Regions from separate parts of the Drosophila melanogaster genome. Here region 2 is linked to region 1. Evidence: chromatin contacts called from public Hi-C data. All regions are on one chromosome and are shown on one strand. Each heading gives the region's core, a stretch centred on a gene start, on an enhancer-like site or on the middle of the called end of the contact. The rest is flanking DNA. Distances are from core to core; before and after follow the strand shown.

Region 1 (6,377 bases), core at 2,550-5,049:
AAGTGTCATGGAGTTTTAGCAACAAATGAAAATAAAATTAAGTTCAGGAGTATCTATATTTACAAAGAATAAAGTTTAATTTAAGTACTTTAGTATTAAATTTTAAAATGCTAAAATACAAAAAACACCCAGGCCCAAAACGAAAACAGATTAATTTTTATCTTTAATGTATTTTTGCTGATGTTCTTGTGTTTCCGCCAATCTCGTGTTCTTAATAATTACGTTCGATTACTGACTACGTGGGACTGCAGTTACACTGTTCTGAATGTATGCGTGAATCGGTCTGATCTGATCTCTTGGCATCCCTTTTTTGGAGGACAACTGTGGAATTGGGTAAAGGACTTTTGGTGGGGAGGGCGGGGAGTTGGCTGGCATCTTTGATCGATACAATAACAAAATGCAAAGTTATACTAAACGATTTTCGTATAAAAAGGGACGACCTTAGAAACATGGAGCTTATGATTAAGATTAAAATGAGGCGAGTCGCATCCCGCTGATCTGAAGAGAACAACAACCATGTTGAAGCCCCCAAAAATCCCAGGTGCATATCGATATTTTGTGACTCGAAACTAAGCGTACGAAATAGACGTGGACAAAAGCGGGAGGATCTCATCTCAAGAGGTATACCTTAAAGAACTAATTAGAATTTAAAGCAATTACAAATACGATTGCAGGGCGGGATAGCTAAGAAAGGAGTTACCTAAGGTCCGGACTCCAGATCCAAATCGACTTATGTTGGTAGAATTGTAACTGATCATATTTCACTTCTTTAAAAAATATAGTTAAATGCAATTTTTGAATCAAAAGTAAAAACTTCTCGTTCCGTAAGAAAGTGAAAAACTACCGATTTCATTTTTACCAAATAATGAGCTGGAAAAGGAATCTTGACTATTTTAAGCGTTGGCTCAATACACGAAATCCAGTTGTGGCTGCTCCGGCAATCAGAACTTTCGCAGGTCCAACACGAAAACGCTACCGTCGGAGGCACTGGCACCCACCTTAGTGCCCTTGGAGTTCCAGCACACCTCAAAGATTCCGCCCGTGCCCTTGTAACTGTGCACTAGCTGTCCCGTTTGCGTGCTCCAAATGTGTACGCACTTGTCGAAGCTGCCGGAGGCCAAATGCTTTCCATCCGGACTGAAGGCCACCGAATAGACTGGCTCTGTGTGCTTGGTGAGCGTGTGGATACAGCTGCCCCTCTCCACGTCCCACAGTCTTACCGTGGAATCGAACGAAGCGGATGCGAGGATCAGGTTTGTGTTTGGATTATTGGTTCCCGGCCCCGTGGGCGACCATTTTATCGTATAGATCTCCTTTGAGTGAGCCTGCAGATCGTGGCAGCAACGATCTCGGTTCATGCTCCAGATCTTGAGGGTCATGTCATCAGAGCAGGACGCCAGCAGTTGGCCCTGCGGACACCACTTGATTGCATTCACCTCGTTTGTGTGTCCTTTAAAGGTCTTGATGGGTTCATTTACACCCAACCGGCACACATGTATCCGCTGATCCGTACTGCAAGAGGCAAAGGCCTGGTTTGTCTGCCAGTCCACATCCAAGGCTGGAGCACTGTGAAAGGCAAATTGCTGGGTGCATTGGCCCGTGGATGCGTCCCAGATGATCGTCGTCTTGTCCACGCCAGCCGAGAGGATGTAGTTGCCGCACTTGTTCCACTTCAGAGCAAAGATCGGACCCTTGTGTTGTCCCAAAGTAGAAGCAAGTCGACCGTCGGTTTTCCAAATTCGGGCGTAACCATCGTAGCTGCCGGTGGCGAGCAAGGAACCATCGCACTGCAAAAACGAGAATAGATTAAGTAAGGATCAGAAATCAAACTTTGCAAGGCTTAAGTGCCAAGATCTTCGACTTACATTCCAGTCCAGAGAGGTGACGTCCTTGTTGCTAGGCACCTCAGCGCCGCCTTTCTGGATGCAGTGGCGCAGCACCAACTGGTTGGAGTTAGTGTTTGCATCGGACATGTCCCATATCCTAGCAGTGCTGTCTCCCGAACCGCTTGCCAGTAAATCCCGGCTAGGATTCCATGCGCAGATAAACACCTCGCTTTCGTGGCCGCGTAATACACGAGCCTTGGATTCGGGTATTTCGATGTTCTCGTCAATGTCCATGGGAACAAGAGCTGCGGGAGTCCCAGCACCTCCGCTGGTAGACGAGGAGATGGTTCCACTGGGAGCAGAGCTTTGAGCATTGGACGAACCAGACTGCACGTTGTTTCCTTGGGCTCCTACGCGAATCGTAACCGCTCCACTTGGCGCCTTTGATCCTGTTGCAGTCGAAGCTCCGCCCGATGCTGCTGCGTCCGGATTGGAGGTTGATACAGTTCCACCAGCGGGCGTCAGCCCGCTTGTAGGTTGTTCTACGCTGCTGGAAGTGCTGCTATTGCCATTTGTGGATGTTGAGGAGGCTGCATCATCGGTACTGGTAGCATTTGCATTGCCTGCATTGCCACTAGATGAGCTTCCCGCTTCATTCGAGTTCTGGGATTTCTTTTGACTTGCCCCAGGTGCTGCCAAATCTCCACCAGCTGGTGTGCTTGTGCTATTAGATCCTCCAGTACTGGCCTGGTTCCCTCCAGCTCCATTGTTTCCGGCGTATGTGCCGCCAGCATTATTTGCCGCATTTCCACTGGAGTCTACCTCGCTTGCCGACTGATCGGTTGGTGTGCTTGTGCCCGTGGTGCTGCCAGCAATTTTGTTTCCACCTGCTGAGCCCGCCACTCCGGTACCCGGTTCTATTTTTATCTCAGGCTTGGCATTGTTGTTCTGGTTGCCACCGGCAGGGGCAGAAGAGTCGACTGCCCCGGGTTTTCCCGGCTCTGTTTTCACAATGGGCTTGAGTGGCTTCACCTCCGGCATGACAGCGTCTATTAGAGAGAGTCCTTCAATGGGTCGCGCCACCTCGCCGTCTTCGCCTACGCTCCACTCCACTTCAGTGTACAGAAGACCCTTCTGCAGGATGGTGAGCAAAGCGGCAGGTGGAACCAATGCGCCATTGATATTACTTTGCGAGATGTGTGACTCAATGCCAAACACGTAGGCCGAGTGCAGAAAGCCTAGAAAACGGGATTGCATGAGATTAGGGCGGGCTGTTATCTTGCGATTGGAGGGTTTTACTCACCCGACTCCTGCAGGTATCGGTAAACCAGAAAGTTCACCTCGTCGCTGGAAAAACTCATGACGGAACGCGGTTGGCTCCTTCTCCTACTACTAGCGCACTCCAAAATCCACTCCTATCTCCAATGCCAATTATGTTTTTACGGTGCGAAAATCGGAACTGTGCTGCGTAACACATGCGTCTGCATTCGGCACGCTTATCACTTCGGCGCAAGCCACGGTATCCGGTGCTACTCCTGGTACTTGGATCGATCTGGTCGGTCCTGTGTTTTCAATTCTGCCAGTTTGCTGCTTGCCGCAAGAGCACTTCACATATTTTTTCCACAAATAAAACCGAGGGATCGAAAACGCGTTTCTGAAACGCGCAAAAAAATGGCGGAGTAATCTCAAGGTGTGCGCTGCGAGAGGTTGCGCAGCCTTGTGTTTTGTGACGTCACAAGTTTTGACAACAACTTAATCAAATTTGAGTCATATTTTTGTATTGCACCAAGCGTTACCTTAAAGGATAGAACGGAAATTTATTAGCCATAAAAACAATTAAGAAGATATTTTTGGATTTCTGCTTGGAGCAAAAGGTAAAAAATTCTTAAAGCGAATTGTCGTCTCTCTTCGTCCATCCCTGTGTACCCATCCCTCGAAGTAATCATTGTATTTCAACCCAACGCTCTACTGGTCACACCAATCGTTCCACCCGCGCCCGCTAGATGGCTCCACTCTTAGGCAGCGAGAGCGAAGAAAAATCAATAGAAATTTTCATTTTAGTGAATTGCCCTGCACTTGGTAATAGTTAACAAACAAATTAGCGGCAAATCAGCGAGGCGAAGCTCCAGCGAGTTGGAGTTCCATAAAGTGCAACACGCAGGGTCAAACATTCCGCAGCCAACACCCCGGATTCCGATTCCAAGCGAAGCCAACTTCAGAAGTCAGAGATTACTCTCTCTGCTCCGCCACAGAAATTCCGCAACGCTAACCGATTTTGTCCGCTGGCGAGTAAAAAAAATCGGAAAAGTAAGCTCAAAAAAAAAGAACAGCTAACATACGCCCATTAATGTTTTTGGAGGCTTCTTCGGTGCTTTTTTTTTTGGGCAAAACGCCCTCGTCATCCAGCGGTGAAAAAAGTGACGTGACATGAAAGCAAAGAAAGAAGAGAACCGAAGAGCGCAGTGAAAAACAGAAAATAAAACGAAACGGAAAGCAAAGTAAAAAGTATACTACAGAAACAAAAGCCGGTGGTCGCGCAAATCCAAATAATAATGCCCAAGTGCACATCGACTTCGCCAGGCGATAAAAAGTGGGCGAGCGAGGTCACAGAATCTTTATCAACGGGCAAAACGCTGCCAAGTTGAAAATAAATCGGTTGCCAAAAATGCGGGGGTACACTCTACTTCCACCAGAAAATGTCAAAGTTCGCCAGCCATTGGGTGCACTGGCCGGAAAATCAATCACGTAGTCCACTATTTACCGTTTAAAAGTTCTGAGTTTATTAAACATTGGATTTTTTATACATATAAATCGTTATCAGCGCTTGATGCTCAGTGAAATGTGTGGTGCATACATATTTTGTGGCGTTTTCGTTATCAAAAGTAAAACTGCAATACGGACTTTCAAAATAGAAGCTGTATCAATGTGTTGGCATGCACAATAAGCTACTCCCTGGCTAAATACAAATTGTTATCCAAAATACCTTTTGTTTGAATAATATACGTTTGTTAACACAAATACTAAAACGTAATCATAATACTAAGTTTTCCCATTCCCACAACCCACAATAAATAGAGTATCGTTTCCCCTTTCAGGTCCCAAGGAACGGCCGAGATCCAATCGAAGTAAAAAGAGCTTTGCAGAACCAGAGCGGAGAGCAACTATATATCTTAGGGTCCGACGTCGAGTTCGAGCGATAAGAACGCCTCGAGACTCGGCCGCCATCCATTGACGATTTTCTTGCGCCCCCAGTTTGCATAAAACCAGCGAAAATTAACAAGCTAACTACCATGGCGCCGGTGCGGGGGGATGGCATGAGAGGCCTGGCCGTCTTTATATCGGATATAAGGAACTGTAAGTGCAGATCTCTTGGGTAACCAGCATTAAATCCAATTGAGCGGGTCGCAACAAGAGATTTTCCATAGGGGCGGAATCAGCGCCATTACTTGATCAATTACCAGGAGCAGCGCACTGACAAAAACGTGGGGCGGTACAAAAACGCAGGAACAGTAAGCTCTCTGCCAGATGAATTACAAAATATTGGCTACTTTTCTTCTCCATTCCTATGTAAATGTTTTCGTAGTCGTTACATTAGAAAGATATGAGAAAGTTATATATATAGTTATATATATGGGTACAACACAGCAAATAGTTATATCAATGTGAATCGGTTGCCTCTCAGTATTAATAAATACTTACAATTTTGATAGTTTGATGACTTACTGTAGTACTTCGAAGCGTGCATATGTGTGTGCGCAAGAGTCCGACGCTTCACTGTATGGTATTATTATCACAGCTCGTTGTTTGCTGTATGCTCGGTTACTAGTTTCTGGTTTGTGGACAACATATAGGAGAGCAGAGGTTCCGCTGCGGATCGGTGACTGGTACTAATTGACGCCTATGTGAATCGGAGAAAATCCGCGACATGGAGAGAGCTGAAGGGTGTGAAGTCGTCTCTCCGATCGATCAATCGCGGGGTGGAAAGGAAAGCGAAGCTTCCGCAGACGAATCACTGTTGTTTTACTGTGAATCTCCCTTATACCCGCATAAGACACAAATTTCTATACTAATATTCACCCATTTGCCCACAGGCAAAAGCAAAGAGGCCGAAGTCAAACGCATAAACAAGGAGTTGGCCAATATACGAAGCAAATTTAAAGGAGACAAAACCCTCGACGGCTATCAGAAAAAGAAATATGTCTGTAAGCTGTTATTCATATTTCTCCTCGGCCATGACATCGACTTCGGGCACATGGAGGCGGTCAATTTGCTGTCCTCCAACAAATACTCAGAAAAGCAGATTGTGAGTACCCCAAAAAATTGCTTCAATAATCATTTGTTTATTTAGCGAGTCGAAATAATTGAACTGAAAGCAGACGACTCTGCTTGTGGGAAAAGGGAATTTCATTCAATTAAATTTAACTTGTCGTTGTTTGAAGTTTGATAAAAATAATTAAAAAATTGGTTTTTTAAATTTAATGTTACTGATAAAATCTGTTTTTTGAACTTTAGGGTTACCTTTTCATCTCAGTGTTGGTGAACACCAACAGC
Region 2 (6,191 bases), core at 1,941-4,440, 5.6 Mb before region 1:
CAGTAATGTACGATTGATTTCAATGAATGATCCAAAAATATAAAAACATTTTCCCTCACGATACCTTCCCCCAACAAGATATATAATTCTATAATTTAAATAAATTATATATAAATAGTATTTAAAAGAACACGTGTGTCGCTGTTGATTATTTCGATCGTGGTAATGGTTGGTGTTTCTAAATTTAGTCTTCTAATCTTCTAGTCTATAGAACACCTATGATTGTGGACACTTGAGGACATTACTCATTCAGTCTACCAAATTCTACCAAGAATTGTAAATATGTATAATGTATACATAATTATAAGGGTTCTCCGGTTCTCCGGATTAAGACTGGATAACCAAATTTTGAAGATCAAAGCTCTTTTAAAGAGCACCTTAAAAGAGGAACATGTTGATAATACATCGCATTCCAGATGGCGTAGAATACAATACGACAATACAATAGACATATAGATTAAGTAACTAAGCCATGATTAATCCAATCCAGTTGGCTGCAAAGCAGAAAAACATCCTCGATCTCCTAGGTGCACATTCTCCAAGGTGTGAGTTATCTGGCAAGCAATTCATATAACCGCATTGCCTACCTTGTCGTTCCACAGGTGCTTATCGAAATTATCATTATCAGTTGATAGCACTGTGCCCACATGACTGACGTGCGACATGCAATCGGCGTAAGCAATAACTTTGCAAGCTTCAAAAAGTTTAATTGGTCACAGAGTCGTTACAATACGATGTTGTTATTTATTTCATTAGTTTGCTTACAAATTTTATAGTGTATTCTGTACATGCAGCCACCCCGGTCAAATTATTTAGACTTTATTCTTAGGTAACAGTTTCAAGAGTCTATCAAAAATAGTAGTTGGTTGCTTGATTAGTGGCTTGCTATCGGCCAGGGTGGCGGCGATAAGGATTAAGATTGATCACACCAAATCGTGTCTGCACATAAATGATCTGAAAGCAATATAAATATGTATCGAAAATACTAAGACAATAGTATAATAGGACAAGTATTACACACTAGATTTAACAGGCTTTCCAATTTATGAGGTAACAATTAATTAAAGCGCTCGAAAGTGCCTCTCAGTTAGGCCAACGAACCTAACTAAGCTCACACTCTAGCAATAATACCAAAAACTATATCCACGTAATTGTTCATATCAGCCGCTGCAAGTGTCCGAATGCCCCTTATCTAATCACAGAGATTAGCTGGTGCTATGTGTGTGGTTGTTCCCCTTATTTCTTCTGCATCCGCTGTAAATGTCTCTACGGTGTATATATACATAAAAAAGCCGTTTTAGGTCTAACGCTGAGATTACATTCATGGCAGGAAACCTTGAATAGCATCGATGGCTTAGGAGGCCAGGCCGCGCTGGCGTCGCTTCACGCGTGCGTAAGGTCCCACTGCTGGGTCCATGATGAAGTCGTACAGAACCCGGGTCCAGCTGGTGTGCTGTGGCATTGTGTCGTAGAATTCCTTAGCGATGCGCTTAACCTCTGGCAGCCTGGAGCCGGGCACCGCCGGAAAGTCGTGATGCTCGTTGTGGTAGCCCACATTGAAGGTGATCCAGTTGAGCGGACCGTAGTAGGAGTACGTCTCAAAGCCCTTGGCGAACATGTAGTGCTCCGAGATAAAGTGTCCGGCCACCGGGTGCAGTCCCATTGCTAGAATACTGCCGATCAACAGATAGGCCAGTGGCTTCCAGCCCAGAAAGTAAACGATCAGGGCGTTGAAAGTTAGCTGCACCACGGTGTTAATAATCTCCAGGCGTGTAGGTGGCTTCGGGTTAATAATCAGTGGACGGAAAATGTAAAAAAAAGGCTGCAGGCACACCCACAGAAATTTTCCAAATGTGGTGTCAAACAGGCGCGCCTCCAGCAGTGTGGGTATGTCAGTGTCAATTGCCTCATCACCTTGGTAACTGAAAGGACAAATAAACGTTACAGTTTATTGAGCTGGTGAACGGTGAACAATGTATGCATAGCATGTAGTTAGCAATATAATTTTTTTAGAATGCAGATAGTTTGTGATGATTTACGTACATGACTTATTTTAGACTTAGTTGGGACTGAGAAGCGAACATTTGGGATTGGGACGTTGTTGAACGACAATCAATGATCCGCCCAATGGTGCACCTGGGCGATAAGATAAACACTATCTACGACTAGAAACATAGTGAATGACTGTAACTGTAAACATAAACAACACTCATAAAATTAGTTTGAATAATATTTCGGGAACTTTTTGCGGAAGGCGAAGCAGTGACTCAACTGAACGCGACTTGCAGCCGAGAAGTCGAGTGGCAAATCACTGAGCTACGTGACCAATTGAGCGCCTATTCGGATACACATATAACTACAACCTTATCTAATCGGCGCAATTAAGACGCACTCGATGCCCGGCAAAAGGGAACAACATGAAAACTGATTCACAAGTTTGCGGGGTGAAAATTCACATGAAACCCAATGGAGAGCAATCAGTGTTGAACAACACAAGCCGGCTTTTAAATGGATAAATGCGGAATGGGATGATGTTTTCGCTGTTTACTGTGTGACTACGCCCTATTGCCCAGAGAAAAGTGTTAATGCCCATGTGTGCGTGAGGGTGCGGTTTAGGGTATGAATTCGAACCGATTGGCACGTACCGGTGATGTTCCAGATGGTACTTTTTGAAGGAAATGCTCATGGGCAACCCGATGGGCAGGTTGCAGATGAAGCCCAAGATCCGGTTGTGCATAGGTCTGCTGTGTCCAAAGGCCAGGTTGTGCGAGATCTCGTGAACGGCCAGCATCAACGAGTGGTTGATGATGCCGCCGAAGCAATAGGCGGCCACGATGAGCCACGACCACGACAGGTCCTTCACGACGAACAGCGCCAGGATCTGTGTGAGCACCATTGCGCCGGCCACCCACTTGAAATTCGGGTCGTGGCCAAAGAGCTTCTTGATCTGCGGGTACTTCTCCAGTATGATCTTGCGCCGCGAGGCGTGCGGCTCCTCCGTGTACACCCACTCGAAGTCGGTGCGCGAAACTTTCTGTCCCATCTTGGATGCTTGGACTGGTTGCGGTTATGGGTTATTACGGGTGACGTGCTACAGGTCGGTGTTAGTTGGCCAACATTATCGACCGGCGCGAGGAAGGAAACTGTCCAAACATCCAACTGGGCGGATTGAAAAATTAATATGACCTGACGTGATAGGGCTGCGAGTCGAATCGATAGATTATCGATAGCTTGTTATCAGAATTTCAACCGATAAGTTGATGTGAAGGCTTAACGAAATGCAACTTACCCACTGCGCTTTCGTTTTAAAAGTATATGCAGTGGAGTGGTGTTGAAAGTTTTAAAAAATTAGTTTAACTTTTGGAACTCATCTTGCTTAGAGAGCTGGTTTTAAAGCGAAAGCTTATGAAATTGGCTAAAAAGGTTTGGGTTAATATGAGGTTAACCCAAACCGTACGTAACAGATACATAAAAACTTTTCAAAAACAGCCATTTTCGTTCTACTGTTTTGAGATAAGGAATTTACTTCCGCTTTGTTAAACATAATCTACAATACCACCCAATTGTATATATCCACAGCTATATCAACTCATGCTATACACCCAATAGCGGCAACCATATATTTTTTGGCCATACCCCGAAAGATATATAGCTATATGTTAATACATTTATAGATCTGGGTGGATTCGCTGTGTGTTCGTGTTTAGCGTAAAATGTTGCTTCGGTTGTCAGCTGTTTTTTAGGAGTGGTATATTTAAACATAATGTGTACATATGTATTTTGTTTTGTTTTAATATATTTTTATCAATAGTTCTAGAAAAAGCTAAAACAAAGGTGCGGCAAAAAGGTGTTCTGATATTGTGGCTTTTGCGTTTAGTTCCTCGCTCTTCTTAGCAAGTGGTATCTTGTACCTGGTTTCAGATATTACTTTTTTTAGATAGATGCAAATGTTGTTTTAAGTTTTGTTTTTTTTTTTTTATATATTTGTATATATTTGTTGTTGCTGGTTGACAACGCAGTTTTAAAATTGATGATACACAGAGAACTAAATGGATACAGAGGGGTTCCGGCTAATCGGCAATTGGTGGTGGTGTTGCTGCCGCTTCCGCTGCTGCTGATGTTACTGCTGCTGCGCCGCTGCTGAAGATGTTGCTGCTCTGTCCTGGTTTAGTCCTTTTTTTGGGTGGTCGGTCGGCTGCCTTTTCGAATTAATATTTGAATAATAAATATTTAACTTGACTTGTTGATCTTTGAATAATTTATAGTTGCGCTCGGTTATCGATTTCGCAGTTCTTGTTTGCTGTTTTGCTCACTCACTTTTTGTTTAGAATTCTTTCTTAGTTGTTTTGCGGCTCAGCAGAAAAAATTTAAATCAAATCGGCAATATTAGCAGGCATTTCCTCAATTGTTGTGTGGTAGAACTGTTCAATATCCTTAAGGATTCGTCGATCATCATCTGTAATAAAGTTGATCGCAACACCCTTGCGACCGAAACGACCACCGCGACCAATTCTGAAATAGATTGAAAGTGATGGTATCATGTTTAGTATAGCACATAGCTGAGTAGATTCAGGGGCGAGGTGGTGAGCACTTACCTATGAATGTAGTTCTCGCGGTTCGAGGGCAGATCATAGTTGATGACCAACGACACCTGCTGCACATCAATACCGCGCGCCAGTAAATCAGTGGTAATCAGAACACGAGACGAGCCCGAACGGAATTGTTTCATGATGACCTCGCGATCACGCTGCTCCATGTCGCCGTGCATGGCCGAGACGGTGAAGTTGTGGATAGACATCTCCTGGGTCAGTTGGTCCACCTGAAGAATGGGTAGACATTTTTGTTAGCAACTTATCGGCTTTGCGATTGAAACTAATCCAGCTTCACACAATTATAAGAATGAGTGAATTTACCTTGCGACGGGTGTTGCAGAAGATTACCGACTGGGTGATGGACAGCGTATCGTACAGATCGCAAAGGGTGCCCAGTTTCCAGTTCTCCTGCTTCACGTTGACGTAAAACTGCTTGATACCCTCAAGGGTCAGTTCCTCCTTCTTAACCAGGATGCTGACGGGATCACGCATGAAGCAACGGCTCACTTCGAGCACATCCGGCGGCATGGTGGCGGACAGCAGGATGACCTGCACATCTGGGGGCAGCATCTTGAAGACATCCTGGATCTGATCCTTGAAACCGCGGGACAACATCTCATCGGCCTCATCCAGCACGAACAGCTTGATGTACTGGGTGCGCAGCACCTTGCGGTTGATCATGTCGTAGACGCGGCCAGGAGTGCCCACCACCACATGGCAACCGGATTCCAAGATGCGGGCGTCTTCGCGCACGTTAGTGCCGCCAATGCAGGCGTGCGAGTGCACCTTCATGTACTCGCCGAGCGCCATCACCACGCGCTGGATCTGCGTGGCCAACTCGCGAGTGGGGGCCAGGATCAGCGCCTGGCACTCGCGAATGCTCGTGTCGATTTGCTGAAGGATAGCAATCGAGAAGGTGGCAGTCTTGCCAGTTCCTACGGAGGAGATTAAAGGTAAAATGGTTAGTATGCAGAATAGTGTGTGCTACGGACTATACACAATTACTTTTCTAACTATGTGATATTCTTATGGAAATTCAGCAAAATTCCAATTTTCGACTAACCAGTACGCCATTTGTTATGCAATTCTGTTAGGCGTAAACTTGAATGACGGAAAGATCAATGGAATAAAGACAGTTGTCCATCGTTTCATCAGGTAGCTGATGTGCCATTTCAGGGTCGAGCTGGCCACTAATCCCTGCCTATACATCGATAGGCAGGTGCAAGTGCCAGAACACAAAACAGGAGTTGAGAATGAACTATATTAATATGTATATAGAGCCTCTTTTGCAGAGCCTGCAAAATGGATTAGTGCCGAATGAGCAATGTAGGTAGATCGCATTTGGAACAGATGACCTTAAAAACGCATAGCAGCTGGAATTCGCCAAGAGCGCTCGAAGAGCGACCTTCTTTCTGGGAACTTTCTTCTGGCCTGGCGGCCGAGAAACCGAAACGCAGCTGGTCAGCGAAAAGTGGCGCGCAAGCGCAACGACGCCGACAATCGAAGAGAGCGGACGGAAGAGAGAGAGTATAAGGAGAAGAAAGAGAGTGCTGCAAAGCGGAATTTCAACAAAGAAATACAGGCGCAGCGGCTGAGTCA

Evidence for each region. A called contact is a pair of places that touch in the nucleus more often than the background predicts.
Region 2: a Hi-C map of the Kc167 cell line shows a contact between it and region 1, with 2.4 times the contacts expected there. The contact joins the promoter of ifc here to the promoter of AP-2alpha in region 1. A contact is called at or near these places in 4 of 107 Hi-C or Micro-C datasets (the Kc167 cell line, the S2 cell line, eye imaginal disc and 1 more).

The regions. Positions count from the first base shown.
Region 1 is chr2L:412,199-418,575 of dm6, reverse strand. AP-2alpha (Adaptor Protein complex 2, alpha subunit) reads left to right here and starts at 3,799. Exons shown (of 9, transcript NM_057471.6): 1 at 3,799-4,133; 2 at 4,922-5,180; 3 at 5,918-6,129; 4 at 6,339-6,377. The coding sequence starts at 5,117. It overlaps ebi, which reads right to left and starts at 3,509. Exons shown (of 3, transcript NM_057981.4): 1 at 3,130-3,509; 2 at 1,866-3,064; 3 at 40-1,787. The coding sequence starts at 3,187. The coding sequence ends at 942. It overlaps CG13690, which reads left to right. Exons shown (of 1, transcript NM_134677.4): 1 at 1-142. The coding sequence ends at 19.
Region 2 is chr2L:5,983,347-5,989,537 of dm6, reverse strand. ifc (infertile crescent) reads right to left here and starts at 3,190. Exons shown (of 2, transcript NM_057246.5): 1 at 2,646-3,190; 2 at 684-1,922. The coding sequence starts at 3,043. The coding sequence ends at 1,355. It overlaps eIF4A (eukaryotic translation initiation factor 4A), which reads right to left. Exons shown (of 5, transcript NM_001258978.3): 3 at 4,914-5,527; 4 at 4,596-4,819; 5 at 3,629-4,512. The coding sequence ends at 4,368. Kdm5 (Lysine demethylase 5) reads left to right here. Exons shown (of 5, transcript NM_001298720.1): 5 at 1-138.